Linked DNA regions of Mus musculus: all the other regions are linked to region 5. A link is a contact called in public ChIA-PET, Hi-C, Micro-C and promoter capture Hi-C data. All regions are on one chromosome and are shown on one strand. The core of a region is the stretch at or near the end of the contact, and the rest is flanking DNA. Distances in the headings are between cores, read along the strand shown.

Evidence for each region. Promoter capture Hi-C pulls out the DNA fragments that hold promoters and counts their contacts. A called contact is a pair of places that touch in the nucleus more often than the background predicts. ChIA-PET counts read pairs in DNA pulled down with a chosen protein or histone mark.
Region 1: a Hi-C map of B cells shows a contact between it and region 5, with 7 read pairs. The contact joins the promoter of Blvrb here to the promoter of Samd4b in region 5. A contact is called at or near these places in 1 of 39 promoter capture datasets (pre-B cells) and 1 of 484 Hi-C or Micro-C datasets (B cells).
Region 2: a contact with region 5 is called in a Micro-C map of embryonic stem cells, with 16 times the contacts expected there. The contact joins the promoter of Map3k10 here to the promoter of Samd4b in region 5. A contact is called at or near these places in 1 of 484 Hi-C or Micro-C datasets (embryonic stem cells), 1 of 115 datasets of contacts at active chromatin or transcription factors (memory CD8 T cells) and 1 of 9 other capture datasets (adipose tissue).
Region 3: a contact with region 5 is called in a promoter capture Hi-C map of embryonic stem cells, with 2.8 times the contacts expected there. The contact joins the promoter of Pld3 here to the promoter of Samd4b in region 5. A contact is called at or near these places in 2 of 39 promoter capture datasets (embryonic stem cells and liver), 2 of 115 datasets of contacts at active chromatin or transcription factors (bone marrow-derived macrophages and stem cell-derived neural progenitor cells) and 1 of 9 other capture datasets (adipose tissue).
Region 4: a promoter capture Hi-C map of erythroid cells shows a contact between it and region 5, with 10 times the contacts expected there. The contact joins the promoter of 2200002D01Rik here to the promoter of Samd4b in region 5. A contact is called at or near these places in 1 of 39 promoter capture datasets (erythroid cells) and 3 of 115 datasets of contacts at active chromatin or transcription factors (bone marrow-derived macrophages, microglia and pancreatic cancer cells).
Region 6: a contact with region 5 is called in an RNA polymerase II ChIA-PET map of memory CD8 T cells, with 11 read pairs. The contact joins the enhancer-like site here to the promoter of Samd4b in region 5. A contact is called at or near these places in 1 of 39 promoter capture datasets (hippocampal neurons), 1 of 15 datasets of contacts at CTCF or cohesin (the NIH/3T3 cell line), 3 of 484 Hi-C or Micro-C datasets (cortical neurons, palatal mesenchyme and pro-B cells), 4 of 115 datasets of contacts at active chromatin or transcription factors (embryonic midbrain, embryonic stem cells, large pre-B cells and 1 more) and 1 of 9 other capture datasets (adipose tissue).
Region 7: an RNA polymerase II ChIA-PET map of memory CD8 T cells shows a contact between it and region 5, with 5 read pairs. The contact joins the promoter of Zfp607a here to the promoter of Samd4b in region 5. A contact is called at or near these places in 2 of 39 promoter capture datasets (liver and pre-B cells) and 2 of 115 datasets of contacts at active chromatin or transcription factors (memory CD8 T cells and microglia).

Annotation. Positions count from the first base shown.
Region 1 is chr7:27,446,699-27,449,398 of GRCm38.p6, reverse strand. It overlaps Blvrb (biliverdin reductase B (flavin reductase (NADPH))), which reads right to left and starts at 1,421. Exons shown (of 5, transcript NM_144923.3): 1 at 1,203-1,421. The coding sequence starts at 1,281. It also overlaps a transcript of Sptbn4 not described here.
Region 2 is chr7:27,673,266-27,675,965 of GRCm38.p6, reverse strand. Map3k10 (mitogen-activated protein kinase kinase kinase 10) reads left to right here and starts at 1,385. Exons shown (of 10, transcript NM_001290528.1): 1 at 1,385-2,623. The coding sequence starts at 1,942. It also overlaps a transcript of Zfp607b not described here.
Region 3 is chr7:27,551,855-27,554,554 of GRCm38.p6, reverse strand. Pld3 (phospholipase D family, member 3) reads left to right here and starts at 1,337. Exons shown (of 14, transcript NM_011116.2): 1 at 1,337-1,557. 2310022A10Rik (RIKEN cDNA 2310022A10 gene) reads right to left here and starts at 1,265. Exons shown (of 10, transcript NM_175107.5): 1 at 1,202-1,265.
Region 4 is chr7:29,247,086-29,249,785 of GRCm38.p6, reverse strand. It overlaps 2200002D01Rik (RIKEN cDNA 2200002D01 gene), which reads left to right and starts at 1,319. Exons shown (of 4, transcript NM_028179.1): 1 at 1,319-1,429; 2 at 1,546-1,658; 3 at 1,821-1,889; 4 at 2,052-2,265. The coding sequence starts at 1,408. The coding sequence ends at 2,192. Yif1b (Yip1 interacting factor homolog B (S. cerevisiae)) reads right to left here. Exons shown (of 8, transcript NM_001110201.1): 8 at 2,254-2,549. The coding sequence ends at 2,394.
Region 5 is chr7:28,434,833-28,437,532 of GRCm38.p6, reverse strand. Samd4b (sterile alpha motif domain containing 4B) reads left to right here and starts at 1,342. Exons shown (of 13, transcript NM_175021.3): 1 at 1,342-1,395. It also overlaps a transcript of Gmfg not described here.
Region 6 is chr7:29,024,035-29,026,734 of GRCm38.p6, reverse strand. Ryr1 (ryanodine receptor 1, skeletal muscle) reads left to right here. Exons shown (of 106, transcript NM_009109.2): 90 at 2,391-2,700. Among named protein-coding and RNA genes, the nearest start is that of Gm38979, 4.2 kb to the left of the region's middle. Within about 2 kb of position 1,379, at least 70 of the 459 cell types and tissues checked have an H3K27ac peak or open chromatin away from gene starts, as enhancers often do. A contact at or near this core is called in the NIH/3T3 cell line, memory CD8 T cells and pro-B cells, where this site is marked.
Region 7 is chr7:27,859,163-27,861,862 of GRCm38.p6, reverse strand. It overlaps Zfp607a (zinc finger protein 607A), which reads right to left and starts at 1,278. Exons shown (of 5, transcript NM_001024726.2): 1 at 1,107-1,278.

The DNA.
Region 1 (2,700 bases), core at 172-2,671, 990 kb after region 5:
CACAGCATTTGTCAACTTCTCTCTTCCTTTCCCTGTTCCTCCCTAGAAATGATTTATCAGCAGCTTGCTTTTGTTTTGTTGTTTTGACATAGGGTCTAAGGTTGCCCACGATGGCCTTGAACTTGCTGCGCAGCCAAGGATAGGTTTGATCTCCTGAGTCTCCTACCTCTGCCTCTCCAGGGGTGGGGGAAATTACAGGTCTACACCACCACAGCCAGCCTGTAGTTTGTTTTCTCTGGGAGGCCCAGGGCGCTCTCCTTTGCCACGAATTAAGGCCCTCATTAAGTCCCTGGGGGAAAGGATAGCCCATGGGGGGCGGGGGGATGGAACTTCTAGAAAAAGCCTCACCCAAAGCAGGAGCTGTGCTGGGAACCAGCAGGGACTGGGCTCTTTGTGGCCTCCACCCTTTTGGGGCACTCTGATAGTCAATATCTTAAGAATCGCCAAGGCTAGCAAGGGTGTGGCTCTTTATCTGGAACTTTCACGTCTGGTCCAGAGTTAACTTCTAGACTGAGGAGCCAGGGGATGATGGGGGATCCTGCGCCCTCCCCTCGGGAGGCCCCAAAGCTCAATGTCCTTCCCAGGACTTCAGTTCTTGGACTGCCCCTCTCTTATAGGGTGATCACCTCCATTCTCTTTGAAGTAAGTTGCTGCCTAACCTTTTCGATTTTCTGTTCCAGTGACCAAACTATGAGCCTGCAGACAGTTTTTTAGTGCTTAAGACCACGGACCGGAGTTCAAATCCCGACACAGCCATGTACCAGCAAGTCCTCTCCGCCTCAGTTTTCTTATGTGTCAAGTGGGGTAACACACTAGTTCCCATTCCAAATGAGGGTCACCAGAATTTTAACACGTGTAAGGAGATGGCCCGGCTGGCTGGATGCCAAGCTAGTCCTGGCTCAGAAAACCCTTTCTGGGTGTGCTAACTAGGACCACCACCACAGTTACGACATTTCATAAGAACCCCTGGTTTGCATAGAACTGTCAGAGGAGTCCTCCAGGTTCCCACAGTTAATTCCTTTACGCCTTGAACCCACATAACGCTGAATGTCAGAGTCCTCCATTTGTGCCCCCGTGACCACTTGCTGGCCCACAGGCTGGGGCACACACCGCCCCGTGTGGTCTCCGCCCGGCCCCCAGGACGACTTTTCCCAAAACTCCGCCCGGTGTTCATGACTTCCCCCACCCGCCCCGGCTCCTGCCTGCTTGCACCGCCTGCGCCAGTGTGGTGAGCCCGGTCCTGCCGGTGGCACCGAAGATCGCGATCTTCTTGACAGTCATGCTGCGGGGTCCAGGGCCGGAAAAGCTGAGAACTCCGAGGACGCGCGGGAACACAGTGGCTGCGAGGAGGCGCGCTGCGGGTCCTCCTCGACCCAGAAGGAGGGGGCGGGACCAGACAAGGTTCCAGCCTCCGCCTCACCCTCCTAATTTGGGTTCAAAGGGCGGGACCGAGGCGACCACGCCTCCCGCTGGAAAGAGCATGAGTAGGCGGAGGAGTCAAATTGCATTTCCAGAGCCCCTTCTCCGATAGGCGCTTAGACGTAGAAGCCACGCCCCTTCTAGGGAAGGGAGTGGGCGGTGCTAGAGCAGTTTGTCACTTAGCGCTCTGCCTACTAGAGACAGCCACCCTTAGTGGGCGGGGCTGAGCGGGGCGGGGCCGGCCGGGGCGTTACGCCCACCGTGCTCTCTTTGCTCACGCCCCCTTACAGACAGGCTCTGAGATGGTACTTCCCTCTACCAAAGCGTCCTCCCAACAAGCAAGAGGGGTGTGTGGGGTGATTTTGTGCCTGTGTGACCCTCAGTGACCACAAGGGACAGCATGGTTGTGGGCGACACCCGGTTTCATTCCTTGTGTTGCAATGTGAGTTGTGTATAGAGATCATTAATGTTATTTGGCGTCCATGGGGGTGATACTGTGAGGGGTACTCAGCCTGTGTGATATGGTAAGCTGTAATGGAGTGTGATACTTTCGGATTGGGAAGGTTTGGGACACCACATGGGTGCGTGATATGATCCCATTTATGTGTGACTGTGTGTGACATCAACTGAGATTCCTTTTGTGTCTTGTTGAGGCTCTGATGTATGGGTGTGTAGCAACACAGGGTGTGTCATCTTTTGTGCCTAGGCAACTGGTGTGACATTTTAAGCGTGTAAGACTATGCGATTGTGAACTTTGTGTTGTGTGAGCGTAGATACTCTGTGACACCTTGGAGGTGTGTGACATGCCTGACTGTATGTGCTATTGGTGGTGGTGGCTGTATGTGAGTGTGTCACAGTGCGTGGTCCTGCAGAGCACTATTCCATCCTGTGATACTGTTCAAGTGATTTCATGTGACCCTTATTGTGGTGGTGGCAGTATTTGAGTAACAATGTATGTACGATCCTGCAGGGCACTATTTACTGTATTGGTAACTACTGGTGATATCTGAGTGTCACTGTCAGTGGTGGCTATATCAGAGTGTGTCACAGTGAATGACCCTGCAGGACACATTCCAGAGAGGAAAACATTGCAAGTGACTGCGTGTGACAGACAGTTAGAAGGTTTGACCCTGACTGACCCCTTACGAAGGAGTGACACCATGAGAGTGTGCATGTGGAGAGAGTGTGTATGACGTTGCCAGGGGCCCGGTGTGTGAGTGGCAGTGTGGGAGTGTGTGACGCTGCCTCGAGCGCTCGCGAGCGCGGCTGTGCATCACACGC
Region 2 (2,700 bases), core at 136-2,635, 760 kb after region 5:
ACCCAGGATTCTACCCCCTGACGTTTATAGTTCTTGGACAAGCCACTGACGTTATACAGGACTCACCTTCTGCATTCTATACATAGAAAGGCAGCATTCTAAAAACATGGTGCTGAGGATAAGTTAGAAAAATATATAGGCAGGTAGAGAAACGGCCTTCCTGCCAGGGTTGTTTCCTTCCTTAGAGAAAGGTTAGAAGGACAAATGCCTAGGCAAAATGTTAAGATGAGAGGACCCATAAGTCTTATAAAATGCTAAACACAGAGCCCTTGTAACGACTCCCAACTCAGCGATTGTCAGCTTGCCTCAATAAAGCTCCACACACGCACACCTTTGTCCCTCTCAGTCAGTTCTTTGCCTGTCCCACAAATAAACTCAACCAGAATCTTAGTTACCGTAGGGGGCAAAGATGGGTCAGCTCTAAAGGGCATATGCTGCTTTTGCGGAGAACCTGAATTTGGGTCCCCAGCACCCACATGGGGTGGCTCACAACCGCCTGTGACTGAAGTTTCCAGGAGATCCAACGCCCTCTTTGGGTGCGTGCACGCACGCACGCGCGCGCGCACACACACACACACACAATTTAAAAATACGATCACTGACAGTGTTTGTTTTTCAATTTTTCAATTTCTTTTAAACTGCCCTTGACTCTTGCTTTGCCATTTATAATTTAGCAATCTTGAACAAAGTGAGTTTGTTTCTCTGAGTCACCTGTAAATGAGGCTCTTCGTGAAGATTTAATGACATCATCTGAGCAAAGCCCCCACCCCCGGAAACCCCTCCTTTCAGCCCCCTCTCTCCAAACTGAAGCTCATTATAGGAGGCAGAAGAGTATAGACAAGTTCTTACTGCAGATGCCAGTGATCCCATAGCTGGTGAGGCAAGCAAATCTGGCTATGAAATCTTCGAGACAGTACACTTCGCCCTCCAGCCTGCTCCTGCCCAAAGAGGCAGCACAAGTCTGTGCGTTAACTTGCTCCAGTCACCCATTGCTCTCTGAAGCAGGTGGTTCAAGGAGCGCAATGGTCCACGAACGAACTACATTTCCCAGCATGCACTTCCAGCCAGGGACCCTAGAGACTATCCTGCGAACCTTGTCCGAACCGCTTTAGGAGTATCGGTCCGTAATCTCCATTCATTCAGCTCCTATGTTTCCCTTGGCTAAATGAGTCAGTTACCGTGAACTCCAACATGAACGGGTCTCCTGCAGGGCTTGTAGAAAGCGTTGGTTCATTCGCCCTGATAGGAGATAGGGCCTAAGGACCAGGGCTCATGTAGCCTGGGACGAACCCAAGGCCTCGCAGCTTGGGACTACAACTCCCAGGCGGCATCGCGGCGGCAGCATAAACACGTCACTGGACACCGCCAAGAGCCCCGGCGGGGAGAGGGACTTAGGGGGCCGACCAGGAGCCGGCTGAGGAGGATGGGGGCCGCCCACGCGTTCCTCGCGTGAGGAGGCCGAGGGGCGCGCCACCCCATCCCGGGGCGGCCGCCCCCGGGGCGCCGCCATCCCTGCCCGGCCCTGCGGTCGTGGCTGAGGATGCGGAGCCGGGGGCCGCCGGTGGAGCTGCGCGGGGTGAGAGGCGCGGGGAGGGGCGGCCGCTTGCTGCCCTCGGCCTCGGCCTCCGCCGGCGGGCCCCGCTCGACCCGGCCCTCCCTGCGCCCTGACATCGTTGGGGACAGGTGAACCTAACGCCTCTCCTGCACAGCCAAATCCGAGGGATCGGTCCTATCGTTTGAAAAAGGTGTTTTTTAGGTTTTTGGGGTTTTTTTTCTTTTTAATTCCTTCGCTCCAGCGGAGGCCCCTCCCCCAGCTATGGTCCCCAGGAGCCCCCCGGGGTCCGCAGGGACTGTCTCCCATCCCGGCCTCCCGGCCCCGCGCTCAGCATTCCGCGGGCAGCCTGCGTGAAGCGGCCTCCCGCAGCCCCCGGCCCCTCCCCCATGGAGGAGGAGGAGGGGGCGGCGGCCAGAGAGTGGGGCGCGACCCCCGCGGGGCCAGTGTGGACCGCCGTGTTCGACTACGAGGCGGTGGGCGACGAGGAGCTGACCCTGCGGAGAGGCGACCGCGTCCAGGTGCTTTCCCAGGACTGTGCGGTGTCTGGAGATGAGGGCTGGTGGACAGGGCAGCTGCCCAGCGGCCGTGTGGGCGTCTTCCCCAGCAACTACGTGGCCCCCGCTGCACCCGCCGCACCCTCAGACCTCCAGCTGCCACAGGAGATCCCCTTCCACGAGCTGCAGCTGGAGGAGATCATCGGTGTCGGGGGCTTTGGCAAAGTCTATCGCGCCGTATGGCGTGGAGAGGAAGTAGCGGTCAAGGCCGCTCGGCTGGACCCTGAACGGGACCCGGCAGTGACAGCGGAGCAGGTCCGCCAGGAGGCCCGGCTCTTTGGAGCCCTGCAGCACCCCAACATCATTGCCCTGAGGGGCGCCTGCCTCAGCCCCCCAAACCTCTGCCTGGTGATGGAATATGCTCGGGGAGGTGCATTGAGCAGGGTACTGGCAGGTCGCCGGGTCCCCCCTCATGTGCTGGTCAACTGGGCTGTGCAGGTGGCTCGGGGCATGAACTATCTACACAATGATGCCCCTGTGCCCATCATTCACCGGGACCTCAAGTCCATCAACAGTAAGTGGTATCCTCTCTCCCAAAACTCTTCCGCTGAATCTTATGAGGCCAAGCCCAGATCGTTGGAAAGGGCAATG
Region 3 (2,700 bases), core at 88-2,587, 880 kb after region 5:
GGGGGGGGGGGCGGCAGGTGGGGAGGGGCAGAGAGATAAGTAGGCTAAGTAGGTAAAGGCCACCAGGCCAAGCTATCCTCTGGTTTTACATACAGTGTAATAAAACATGTCATTTAAAATTAAAAAATATATATATTAGAGGGGTTAAAACAGCAAACTCAAAGTTCCTACAACTACGTCTGACAGGTATTCATTAAATCTGAACTAAACTAGTGACAGACTGGGACAGTTGTAGACCTAATGTAAGTTGCATGCAGATGTGAGGTGGAAACCAAGTATATAAGACTATTTAGCCACCCTGGCATGATAGCAGAGGCTTTTAATCCCAGCACTGGGTAGAGGGGCAGAGGCAGGCAGTTTATCTGTGAGTTCAAAGCCAACCTGGTCTATGTAGTGAGTTCCACGACAGAAAGAGCTACAAACAGAGACCCAGCTTCAAAAATAATAAATAAGTAAATAAACAAACAAACACACAAACAAAACAACTTTTCAAGTATCTTTCATTTACTGCCCACAAATGAAGAGGAATGTTCTATTTCTATTGTATTTCAAGTTAAGGTTCCCTTCTCCTGGCTAGGATAACAATGCAAAATGCCCCCTTTTAAATTGAGGAACATGCATTAGTCATTATTTTAAATCGCTATTTCAGGACTCAGGAAAGAGGCAAACAATCTTCTTGACTGTTGTTTTGCTTCCTTTGGGCTTCCCTCCTCTATGTTGTTAGAACTCTCAGCTACAATCCCGATCCACCGAGCTGTTGGTATGCCAAAGACATTCATCAGGATCCACACGACGAACATAGGAGCCTGAGATTATCGGTTTTCACTAAACAGAGAAAACTTGGGCTCAGAAAGGTAATGACACAGGCCCAGTTCTTGCAAAGGGAAGCTGGGATTAGAACCCAAACCCGCTGGCCTGCTAGCTCGGGCAGCTCCCGCGCGGGTACCCATCATCAGTGCTAACGAGGATGGAAGAGTAACATGGAGAGCTCTGAGAGCAGAACGGGTGTGCACGACCTGACGTCCCATTACACGGGTTCTACGGTCAGCTTCTGGGCCCCCATTGTACAGAAGAGGAAACTGAGGCTCAGAAAGAGAAATCATTTATCTGATCGTACAGTATGGGCTGCGCGGGAAGTCCAGACCCCCGGCCACCCCGTATCTCCATCCCTAACCTCCTCCGTCCCAGTCCCGCACCTCACCTGGCACTCTGGGGCCCGCACCCCCACGAGGCGCCCGCCCGCCCTCCGGGTCGCGCCAACTGTCAGACACTCCTCCCTCGGCCTGGGCCGCCCGCCCCGGAAGTCCTGCCCTTGATACCGGAAGCCAGACTGCACCTTCCACCAGCCGCTCTAGCCCTCCTAGCCTCCAACCAGCAAGAGAGTGTGGGGCGGCGACCATCACATGACAACACAGAGCCTCGGTCGCGAAGAACGCCGCCAATCAGAAAGGATCAAGTCTAGCCCCCACCCTGCCCGCAGTCTAGCGCGACTGCGCCTGCGCACAGGTGGGCGGGAAGGCGGGGCTAGGTTCTGGAGTAGAAGACTCTGACGTGCAGGTACTGTGCGATCTGGTGCGCGACACCTTGGCTGCCCTCCCTGTGTCACCCTCTCGTCTATAATGCATCTCTTCTATATCGTCCTTGGCCCACTTAGGTGCCCTCATCCCTTCTCTTAAATCATACCCCACTTAAATCGTCACCACCCCTCCCCTTCTGACGCCATGACCTCTCTCACATCGCCCCCTCCTTTAAGAAGTAATTTTTGTTTTTTTGTTTGTTTACAATTAATTGAGTATCTGTGACTGCATTTACCCGAGGAGATCAGAAGATGTCTAATTCCCTGGATTTGTAGTTACGAATGGTTGTGAGCCATCCCATGTGAATGCTGGGTTTTCTAGTTCAGGTCCTTTGGAAGAGCAACAAGTGCTTTTAACTGCTGCACCATCTCTTCAGCACAAACATTGTCCTTTTTATTCATTTTCATTCCCCTTAAGCCCTGATTGGCCTTATATGCTCAGTTTTCTCTTTTTATGTGACAGGGTCTCCTTGTAACCTCAAAGTATGTCAGCTCAGACACGCCCCTGCTGTCCCCAGTGCTCCGCTGGTCACTCTTCCATCTTTGTTAGCACTGGGTACCTGTGCGGGAGATTAGCATTCAGTCACCAGTGCAACTCAGGCTGGCCTTGAATTTTAGATCCAATTGCTCAGCCTCCTGAGTGTGGGGATTGCAAGCACTGATGAGCCGGTCTCTCTGTCATCATTGTCTTAGTCACCCACACATCTCCTTCATGAAACCCCCATTTCCCCTAAATCTCTTCATACCAGTTATTCTTGTACTTCCTGTTTCCATCTCCCCTTAGATTACCCTCAAATCGCCCTGGTGTCTCCATCTCTCCACTAACACATCTGTATTCAGCATTACCCACAAGGAGCCACCCAGCCTTATAGCTTTCCCTCCTCTGTGGGTACACGTTTCACATATTTCCATGGTGTGGGATATTATATGGTATTCTATGGTATCCCAGGGTCCCAGCTTCACCCCTAAACCTGTGGGAAACCCAGGCCACCAAACCATGCCTCTCCAATTCCTGCTTTCCCATTTGTAAAATGCACAGTAGCCAACAGGTTTGTGTGTCTGTAAACCCAATGTCCAGGAGCTAAAGCAGGAGGATCTCTACCTCAGCCTCTGATACATTACAA
Region 4 (2,700 bases), core at 70-2,569, 810 kb before region 5:
GAAGGTGGTTAGGGGTATTTGTTGTTCTAGTGGCTCAAACCCAAGGATGGCTTCCACAGACAGCAGCAGGCCTCCACAAACACACACACACACATTTAAAAATAAAGTTTTTCAGGTAATGGGAAGCACCAAGTATGTGCTGGAATGACACGCGTGGAGCCTGCATGACCAGTGCAGGCATTTCTGCAAATGGACATTAAGCAGGCATCCAAGGTGGCACATGGCCACCTTGATCCTTGAAGTAGCCACCTGTTCCTGCTGAGAGGTGGGCGCTCACTTTTGGAATATACAGGTGGGTGTTTTGTTTTGTGTGCACGTGCCTGGATGTGCACCTGTGGAAGTCCAAAGACGGTGTGCAGGCGTGAGTTCTCTTAGGTGGTTCCGGGTGATTAGATTCACCTCATTAACCTGGCAATTCTACACAATGAGCCACCTCACCAGCCTCCTTATTTTCTTGAGTCAGGTATATTGCTGGGTGGCACAGAACTCACTCTGTAAGGCCAGGCTGGCCTTGAACTCAACTTGCCTCTGCCTCCTGAGTGTTAGAATTAAAGGTGTGTGTCACCAAGCCCAGCACTCTTATGCTGTGTAGCCCAGGCTATGATAGAGTCTTCAATCCCCCTGCCCCAGTCTCCTGAGCAGTGGGCTTACAGTACCTAGCTTAGAACTAATGTTGATGTTCCCGAAAGTCACATGGTGAAGCCATATCCCAAATTGGAGGTCTTATATTCAGACATGGAGAGCCAAGACTAGAAGCAGGAAGCAGACCATCTCTGTACTGGGGCTCTCTCCCTGCCTATGCCTAGCTTCCAGCCCCGAGCCTTGCCGACTATGAGGTAAACTGCTGCTTAAGCACTAATCTGTTATGTTTAACAGCCCAAATTAAGACACCTGCCTTTACCCAAACAACGCAACACATTTCACCACCATGCACTCTGCCAAGCACCAGCCTAGGAATTCAACCCCACCACCCCAGGGTACAACTTTGCTGGTGCTTTTCAGCTGCCGCCAGGGCGCACTAGTCTGGCCACCAAATTCTTCAGACACTACTTATCTCAGCTCGGAGGAGCTGAGAACCAGACCTCGTTGCTCCCAGAATGCACTTTAACTTTGTTCAGTGTACGGAACGGCTTTCCGGAAGCAAGTACCCCCGCAAAGGGACCAACTGATGACTAGTCTCACCCCCTTTCTCCCAGACACCTACAGCCACTTCTAACCCCACTTCCCACTTAGGAAAGTCTGGGTGGAGCCGGGAGCGCCAGTGCAGTGAGTCAGGGCCAGGGAGCTGAGGGACAAAGGTCCGGAGGGTGAGGCTTCGCGGAATTCCTGAGATGGGCAGGTCGTGCAGTCCCACCCCCTGCCCTAGGCTCTGCCTAAAGTTTCCGGCCATCCAGACTGGTCACCGCCATGGAGTTTGACTTGGCCGCAGGTAAGTTCCCCGGGGAGTGGTGGATTTGCTGTGTAAGGGGCCAGACTCAGAGCCTGGGAATACTGAAGGGAAGCTACGTCGCCTACATAACCATGTAACTCCCCTCTCCTCCGCAGCCCTGGGCCCTGGTTCTAAGAAGCCAGAGGGGGCAGGCCATGTGGGAGACCCCAAACACTGTCCTCTTAAAGCGCCGGGCGGGCCAGAGGCAGGCGCTGCTCACAAGCCGAGGGTAAGTCACTTCATCACCGGCACCGAGTCCCGAGGGCCCGAGATGAGAACTGGCTTCCGTCCTTGGTCCTCGGCCACACATCAGCCTTCCAGTTTGGGTTGGAAGCTGCTCGAGTGGGTCCCTGTCCTCACTGTAACCACTCCCTCCCCAACCCCCATCTAGCGTGTCTCTGGCAGCTCCTCCGACTCCAGCAGCAGTAGCAGCTCCAGCGACTCAGAGGCAGAGGGGAAGGTAAGAGACGGTCCCTCTCCCAGTGTGTCCTCTCGCACCTCAGACCCAGGCCCCGCTGCGGTCAGGGTCACGTTAGGCTCCTTGCCGAGGTGAGTGGGGCGGGTCCAGTACAGCTTTCAACCGGGCCACCTCCTCTCCTACCCACCGTCCTTGGCTCTCCAGGAGTATGCCGCTGGCTGCAAGAAGCATGAACGCTCCTCAGACAAGGCCAAGAAACCCAAGGTGAAGAAGGAGAAGATGGAGAAGAAGGAGAAGAAGGAGAAGAAGGAGAAGGAGAAGAAGGAGAAGAAGGCCCCCCATTGACTTATTAAACTTGCAGCCCTTTCCGCTCCCCAGCGCCCTCTGCCGGTCAGAAGTGGAGGCTGCGCCGAGCCCATCAGGTTTATTGTTGCGGGTGTGCAGTAGGCGACATGAGCACCTTGGCTAGGAAGGAGGGCGCGGGCCTGGAGGGCGGGAGCCCTGGTCAAGCGAGATGAGTGTGGGAGCTGGAGGCCAGGCCGCAGCTCACCGTACAAGGTGGAAGGTGAGCCAGTACATGAGTACCGGCTGCGCAGCTGCCACTGCCATAGTCAGGTACATGCGCAGCTGGTTCCGCGCCCCACGCACTGGCACTCCTTCGGCCGCTGCCTGGGCCAGGATCTTGAGCCGCAGTGTCCGGATCTGGGTGGTAAGGGTAAAGTGGGGGTCCCGTAAGTGCCAGGCAGCTCGGGATGAGTCCCTGCCCCTCTGTGGCCTCCAGTTTGTGTTCCTAGAAGGGTCTTTTGAATAGCTACCTCCCCCAAGCCCTGTGAGCAAACCTTTGCAGAGGCAA
Region 5 (2,700 bases), core at 93-2,592:
GTGCCCGAGGTGGGGCAATGGTCTTGACCTCAGTGTTGGCTGTCCCACATTGAGCTTCTCCTCTGGGACCCAATCTCCCAGAGGGCTTTGTCCTGGACTTTTCTCTTCCGCCCTGTGGCCAGCCAGTGGCAAAAGGCTAGTTCAATGGGCCACCTGAGTGTCCCGCCTACTTCGCACCTCCTCCCTCCCCAAGGTCCCTTCCAGATGCAACCCCGCCCCAACTCCCCAGGTAGCTCCCTGGGTTCTCTCTTCTGTGTCTCATTCCTTCTCACCCCACTTCCCTATGTAAGCTAGAGGCGTCCCTTCCAAACTCCCAAGTCCCCAAGACCTTACTGGCCCCGTCACTCTAGTCGCTGTGCCTTTAGCACAAGTGCATACTCCCTCCAGTGGCCAAACATCTAGCCGCAGCTCATTTCCTACCACTCCCTGTCGTAAATTCGACACTCCACCCTGACTGTATTTCTTGGAGTTCTCGGAACAAGCCACGTTGCTGTCACCCTTCTGGAGAGCCGGCCCCTTTCCAGTCAGTTCACCCCAGCGCAGGACAGTTTGTGGATGGACTAAGATCACGACAAGAGTGATGGAAGCAATCTCCATTTATTGACAGCCTCTTATGTGTGGGGTCTTATCTCTTTCCACCCTTAAAGGGTCGACCTCGCTCATCTTGAGGTGTCACTTGAGGCGCGGCCGATCGATACCAGGAGCCAGGAGGCAGCATTGTCATCCCAAAGGGCGATGGTACTACCGGACACAAACCCTGGGCGGGGTGTGACCGAGGGGCGGAGAGGAGGGGGTCCTTGAACGCCAGAATGAGGAATTGTGACTGGGTTCGCCGCTACTGAGTTAGACCGGCGCGAGACTGCCCCCTGCGGGTCCGTAGGTCCAATCGCGGGCTTCGCCAGACCGTTGCCCGGGGCAACGCGGCGCGCGCCCCTCCTCTTCCCGGCCCTCTGCTCTCCGCCCGGGGCCTGTCCGTCTGTCCGTCACCTTCTCGTCAGACCAATCGTAGTGAGGAGGGGGCGGGCCTCTCAGGCCTCCTTCCAGCCCTGTCGCTCCCCTCCAGGCCAAGACCCCGCCTTTCTTGCCGCACACCTCCCACCCTTCGGTCTGCCCTCGCCGCCAGTTGGCTGGGCTCACCGTCTGTCAATAGGGTGTGAGCTAATGCTGGCGCACAGTGGCCCTCCGGGGCGGGGCCAGGGGCGGTGACGCACGGCGCGGTGACGCAGCGCGACGGCGGCGGCGGCGGCGGCGGCGGTGGTCGGTGCGGGAGGAGGGAGGGGAGCTCTCGGGCCAGAGAGGGGGCGACGGCGGCGGCGGCGGCGGCGGCAGCGGCGCGGGTGGCGGCGGCTGCCCGAGGAGGTGCGGGTGGCGGCGGCGGCGGCGGAGGCCGAGGCGGTGAGTCTCGGGCAAGGCCGGGCCGGCGGGCGCGGGGCGGCGGCGGTCGAGGCGCGCGGCGCTCCCCTCAGGGCGACCCAGGCCGCGCGGCCGGCCCCGCCCCCTCAGGGACCCCGCGCCGCGGGCTGCGGCGGGCGGCTGACTCGGGCCTCGGGAGGCCGGAGGATCCTGGAGGACCCCTTAGGGTTCCGCACTCAGCCCGTTTCTCCCTACCCGGGCCCCTTCCTCAGTTTCCCTCCCAAACCGTCACGCCCTGGGGCTAGCCGAGGGGCCGGGCCCGGGGACTTCTGTCCTGACTCGGCACACATCTGCCTGGTCCTCCCGCACGACTCCAGCGGCCTCCCCGGAGACCACCCTCAGCTTTCAACTGCCTCCTCTGGGGACGCTCCCTGTGGATCCCCGCCCTTTGGTCCTTGGTTCTCTCCTCACATCTTCCTCCTGAATCGCAACACATTCCTTGGTGGCTACTCGTCATCTGTCTTCACAGCACAGATATTCCAGGCATCTCCCCCAGGAAGAACCTTAAAGCCCCTAAACCGCCCCCAGATACTCTCTGCATCTAACCCCCCCCCCATCTGCATCACATATTCAAGTCATCTCTCCTTCAGACTTCTTCAAATACCCCCAAGAATTTACCCTTCTACCTCTCCCCATTCCAAAAGTCTTAGAGATTTTCACTCTTATCCCCAAATTCTTCAGGATGTCCCTGGTGAACACTACATCATCCTTAAAGAGCTTGCATATCCCAGAACAGTCGTCCTCAGATACTCAGGAAGTGCTCTTAGATGCCAAAACTCACCTAGAGGACCCTCTCCTCTCCTCTCTTTGCTTCCACCTCCTATATACGCCCTGTCCTCTTCTCATATTTCTTAGACCCTTCTATAGATTTCCAAACTCATGTTACACAAATATTCCCCAGCTTGGAATGCTCTAGAGGTAATCTCATGTACCCCAGCCCTTTTCTCCTCAGCCTCTACACCTTCTAATCTTGAAAATCTCCAGAGTTCCTCTCATATTCCCAAAACCTCTTCCAAAGCCTGTCTTCTGTATCCCAAATCCTTTCCAGTAACACACACCACATGTTTTAAGAATAGTGTACGGACTCCAAAAAAGTTTCCTCATAGCCTCTATTCTTCTCAAACTTTTCTTGGATAACCTGAAAATTTGAAACTCCCTTTCTAGCCTTTGGTAAACTTTCTGACACTCTTCCTTACAATACTGAAACACCCCTCTAAGCTACAGCTTTCAGGACCCCCATGCATCACAGAACTTAGTAACCCTGAGATGGCCTTTAGTTCTTTCTTT
Region 6 (2,700 bases), core at 130-2,629, 590 kb before region 5:
GGGAAAGGAAGAGGCAGAGTCTCGGAGGGGAGTGGCAGGCTGGTGGGGCCTCGGGGTGGCTGGCAGGACCTGGGGGCAGATGGCGGGGCCTAGGGACAGCGAGTGGGCTTTGGCATTTAATGTGTATGGTACGCAGTCAAGGGAGGTTCTGAGCAGAGGGCTCAGACCTGGAGCAGGTTTTTTCAGAGTCCCTCCCACTTTGCGTAGAGATAGGGGTGCCTCGGGGAGTCCCCTGTGATGGTGGGAGACAGAGGACGCGGGACCACAGGGAGAGAGAAGACACGAATGGGCCCTGCATCTGTTCTGAAAGCAGAGCTGAGAGTTCTGCTGAGGAATCTGATGTGGGCAATAAGACAAGAGACAGCAAGCAGATATGACTCAGAGATTTTAACTTAGGCATGTTGGGTGGATGGGGGCTGCCACTTTTGAAATGCATAAGGCTGGGGAGCTGGGGCAGTTTGCCTTCTAAAGTTCACTTCTGGATTCAAATGTGATCCTCCATGCCTGTAATCCCAGCACTCTGGAGGTAGAAACAAGAGGGTTGTCAAGAATCCAGGGCCAGCCTGGATAAAAAGTTGCAGGCTAGCCGAGGCTACATACATAGTAAAGACAAAATGTATCAAATGTCACATGGGTCAAGATTCTGGAATGTGGTCAGAGCCCAGATGGGACACCTGGCAATCATATGTGCACCGTGACATTGGAGCCTGAGATCCCAGTGTTATCTCATGGGAGGTGGAAAGCAAAAAAAGATGCAGCTCTCAGACCCGCCCACCCCACCCCACTCCAGCCGTTCCAGGTCTGGATGTGAAGGTGACTCCTGCGAAGCAGGTTGACTAACAGTGGCCAGAGAAGGTGTTACAAAAGAAGGCACATGTGTATGATGATCCCTGGGGCCCTGTGTGAGGCAGGTGCCACTCATCACGGGACGGAGGATGCGGCAGGGTGCATGATGAGAAGTTCCTGTGTGACTGAGTCCCCTTGCTCTGTGGTTTTAGAGCCTTTCATGATTTGCAAAGCCTGTTACTCATTTAGAAAGCATTTTGCAAAGCCCTTGGCTTTTCACAAAGGACAGCCCGGAGCCAGGAAATTTCGCTTCTGTTTATACCCCAGAGCTGCATCTCTCTGTCTGCATTCTGCAGCCCATCTGTAAGTCAAGCTGGAAGCCCACCTAGTAAAATATGACCAGCATCTTTCAGTATAAACAGAAGGCTGAGGACTGTTGCATAGCTAAAGTCAGAATTGAATTGCCTCTTGAAATTTTGTTTTGGTTTTTGGTGGTTTTTTTGTCTTTGTTTTGTTTTGCCCTGGGTTTGGTCCCAGAATTGCCTAAACTGGGCATGGTGCTGCATGCGTGTAATCCCAGCACTCAGAAGGCTGAGGCAGGAAGATTGGAATTTAAGGTCAGCTTTGGCTATGTAGTGAGTTTCAGGCCAGCCTGGCCTACATGACACTTTGTCTTAAAAAAAAAAAAAAAAAAGCAAAAGAAAGGAAACAAGACAAGACAAAAGATAACAAACAACAAGAAGCTAACATTGTGGCAAATGCCTTTGATCCCAGCACTCAGGGGGCAGAGGCAGGTCTGTAGTTAGATGCAGGCCTGGTCTACAATAATGGGTTCCCAGGCAGCCAAGGCTACATAAACCCTGTCTCAAAAAAGCAGGATCAAAATTATTTTTTAATTTAAAAAAACTCACCATTATTACCTGGGAGCGGTGGCGCACGCCTTTAATCCCAGTAACTAAGAGGCAGAGACAGGCGGATTTCTATGAGTTTGAGGCCAGCCTGGTCTACAAAGCAAGTTCCAGGGCAGCCAGGGCTACACAGAGTAATCCTATCTGGAAAAACCAACACCAACAATAAAACAAAACAAATACCATTATTTTACCAAGAGCATGGCGGCCTTTTACGTTTCTGTTTTGGGATCAGAGGCACGGACCTCCACACCTGTTTATACAGCACTGCAAACCCATCACGCATCTGGCATCTGAGGCAAGCATCCGACCAACGGAGCCTTTTGTCTTATTTTGTGGGATTTTATTGTGTTGTTGTTGTTGTTGTGATTGTTCTTGAAACAAAGTCTTACTATGTCATCCTGGCTGTCCTGGAACTCACTATGTAGACCAGGCTGGCCTGGAACTCTCATGGAGACTGGCCCTGAACCCGGCTGGCCTCGAACAACTCACAGAGATCGCTGCCTCTGCTTCTCAGGTGCTGGGATTAGAACAGTACACCCAAACTTTTGCAAGTAGTTGTTACTGATGCTGAGGCCCTTGAATTCACTCCCTCTCTCTCCTCCCCCTCATCCCCCCTCCCTCCCCTTTTCCTTCCCTGCTCCCCCTCTTCCTTTCCCTCCCCCTCTCTCTCACCTCTCCCACCCACCTCCACAGGCCATGGACAGCCAGAAGCAGTTCACTGGCCCAGAGATCCAGTTCCTGCTCTCGTGTTCCGAAGCAGATGAGAATGAGATGATCAACTGCGAAGAGTTTGCGAACCGCTTCCAGGAACCAGCACGGGACATTGGCTTCAACGTGGCGGTGCTGCTTACCAACCTGTCAGAGCATGTGCCCCACGACCCGCGCCTGCGCAACTTCCTGGAGCTGGCTGAGAGCATCCTGGAGTACTTCCGGCCTTACCTGGGCCGCATCGAAATCATGGGCGCATCGCGTCGCATAGAACGGATCTATTTTGAGATCTCAG
Region 7 (2,700 bases), core at 29-2,528, 580 kb after region 5:
ACTTCAACCTGATACCACAGATCCACACCCACTATCAGCCACGGACGGCATTGCTCATCTGGATCTGGCCAGTGTTACCCATTACACACACACACACACACACACACACACACACACACACTCAGAAAATCACTAGCTCTCAAAGATGCCAAATTCAGTGCTATCACTTTCCCAGCTGAAATGGTGAACAGACATAGTCAACCACCTGCAGTTTTCTGCTGCTTTGAGAGGCAGGCCTGTAAAGATAGGATGAGTGATGCCATTGAAATAGGCGCCAATTTAACAGATCGGGATGTAAAAGCCCTAACGCTAACCTCTGGAGACTCCTATCTATAATTTGTTCAGAAAAAGAAGTGATTGTAGAGAGACGATGTCAAGGGATGTCATTGGAAGGATAATGCGAATACTAAGTGGAAAGGGAAGGGACAATGTAAGGGACACAATGGTGGAGGTATCAATTTGCCTGTCCCTCCTTCAGTTACTGACAATTCCATATTCTAAAACTAAAACCTCATTTTCAAACAAAGCACAAGCTCATTCTTTAATCTTTGATGTGCAGCAATAAAGTCCTTATTCTACTTCAGCCCTCCTTTGTAATGGCTGAGGCACGGAGCCTGAATAAGCGCGAGATCCCAGACTATATCTGAGAGCATCCTCAGGGAGCACTTTCTGCTACTCTGTCAACACTCACGTGGCTAGGATAGGGCTCTGGGAAAGTCCTGGGGCTCAACAAGTAGCTGCCTGCTCTCTTAAGCAACCCTGGAGACTCTTCCGGCCTGAAATGCTCCTCCCATGCTCAACTCTGGGCCTCAGGGAAAGCTTCCCTTCAGTGCGGACTCTTCTCTCAGAAGCTTGGTCCTCTGCTTCAGCCCCTGTGGCCAGGGGAGAAAGTAGGAGCAGAGAGCAACAAGCCGGGTGACACTGGGTGACAGAGATAATGCAGAGAGCTCAAAGTGTGCACACTCGGACAGACAGACACACACACACACCACCACCACCACCACCACCACCACCACCTGCAGCAGCACCGTCCCCCCACACATAAATACACAACCACCCCACACCGCGGTCCACATCCACACCCAGCCGGCTGGTTCCCGCCTTACGTGGAGACCGAAGCCAACTAGAGATTTCTTCCTCCGACCAGAAAGATCGGACTTTCCGCATTAGCGGCACCAGGACACCCAGAGCCTATCCACTACTTCTTGCCATGGTGGCCCTGAAAACTACAGCCCTCGCTACCGGAGATCCGAGAAGCCCAGGGCTCCAGAGAGATCCCAGCATGCAACTTGGCCCAGCCCATTTGAGAGCTGCGTCCTGTGGCTTGTGAGAGTTCCCAGGGGGAGGGGGGTACTCCCCGACTTTAAAGGGGAGGCTCCCTCCTGTGATCAAAATAGTTCCGGGTTCTACTAGTAACTGATTTTCTCTCCTGTGGAGCTGACAGACAAACTGAAGTTTTAAAGTTCAAAAGAAGTAAGATCAAATCAGGCTGTAATTGGCTGTATCTTTGCTTGAGACTGAGTGGGATTCCACCTCGCTGTGCTCTGGTGGGGACTATGGTAAATTGGAAAAGACTGAACTAAAGAATTGTTGGGTTTGAACGTGGGTAGTTTAGCGATTTCAGAGAGAAACAGAAGTTCTAGACACTCCCAGGGTTCATTGTCGCTGTGTTGGAGTTCAGGAAGTCGCCACTCAAACCTTATATACATACACCAATCTCAGTTAAGCAAGACTAGTGTATTAAACACGTACCATAATACTGGAGTTCAGGACTGCAAAAAGGACTCGGGAGCCTAATTGTAGTACTGGTCTGCTCTCAGGGTAGGCTTTTTATATGAGAAACCAGGTTCAAACGTTTAAAGGGCAGGGAGGGGAGCTGTTGGCTTCCTAGGCAAAGTATATTTTTAGCAACCTTTAAGCTGATAGGACCTGAGTAAGGTGGGGGGTGGATGGGTGGTGAACTGGGGAATTTCAGAACAGTGAGATAACAGAACATGAGTATTAAAACTTTTTGGCTTATTAGCAGCATTCTTCAATGTCAGCCCCAAAAAAAAAAAAAAAAAAAAAAAAAAAAAAAAAAAAAAAAAAAACACTGAGCTCATATGCAGGTACAGGAAGAGCTGCCCAGTGGTCAGCTTTACTCAAGATATTTTAGACATAACAGTTGCTATTTACCTTTGATTCAATGGGTCCTACATACAGCTTTGTGAAATAAGATAAGCAAACCTCATACAGATCATTGAGAGCACACAGAACAAAACAGGGTATGTGGCCAGCGTGTCCCTGAGCTCAGTCACTTCTCTATGTCAGTGACTGGCAGGCATGTTACAGCAACACTGTGAAATAGCTGGCAGGCATAGAACAGAATGGCTGCAGCTATGCTGGGGAGCAGGGGAGTCAGACCATAGCATCTGTTATCTAGACGGGAGAATGTGAGTGAGAGCCAGATCGGTATGCATCAACAGAGCTGTGCCCATTAGGCAGTCACTTACATCATGTTGGACTGAGTGGATGAAGGACTAGCATGTCCAGGTAGCCTAAACAAAAACATACACGTGTTTTTAGAAAACCCTATTTATTGTAACGTGACACTATTGAACTTTCAAAACTACTTTTGTTGTCTCCTGTATTTACACGAATTTTCCAGAATGTGAGTAAACAAATGTTGACGAGACTAGACCACGCTAGTAATAAAAGTAA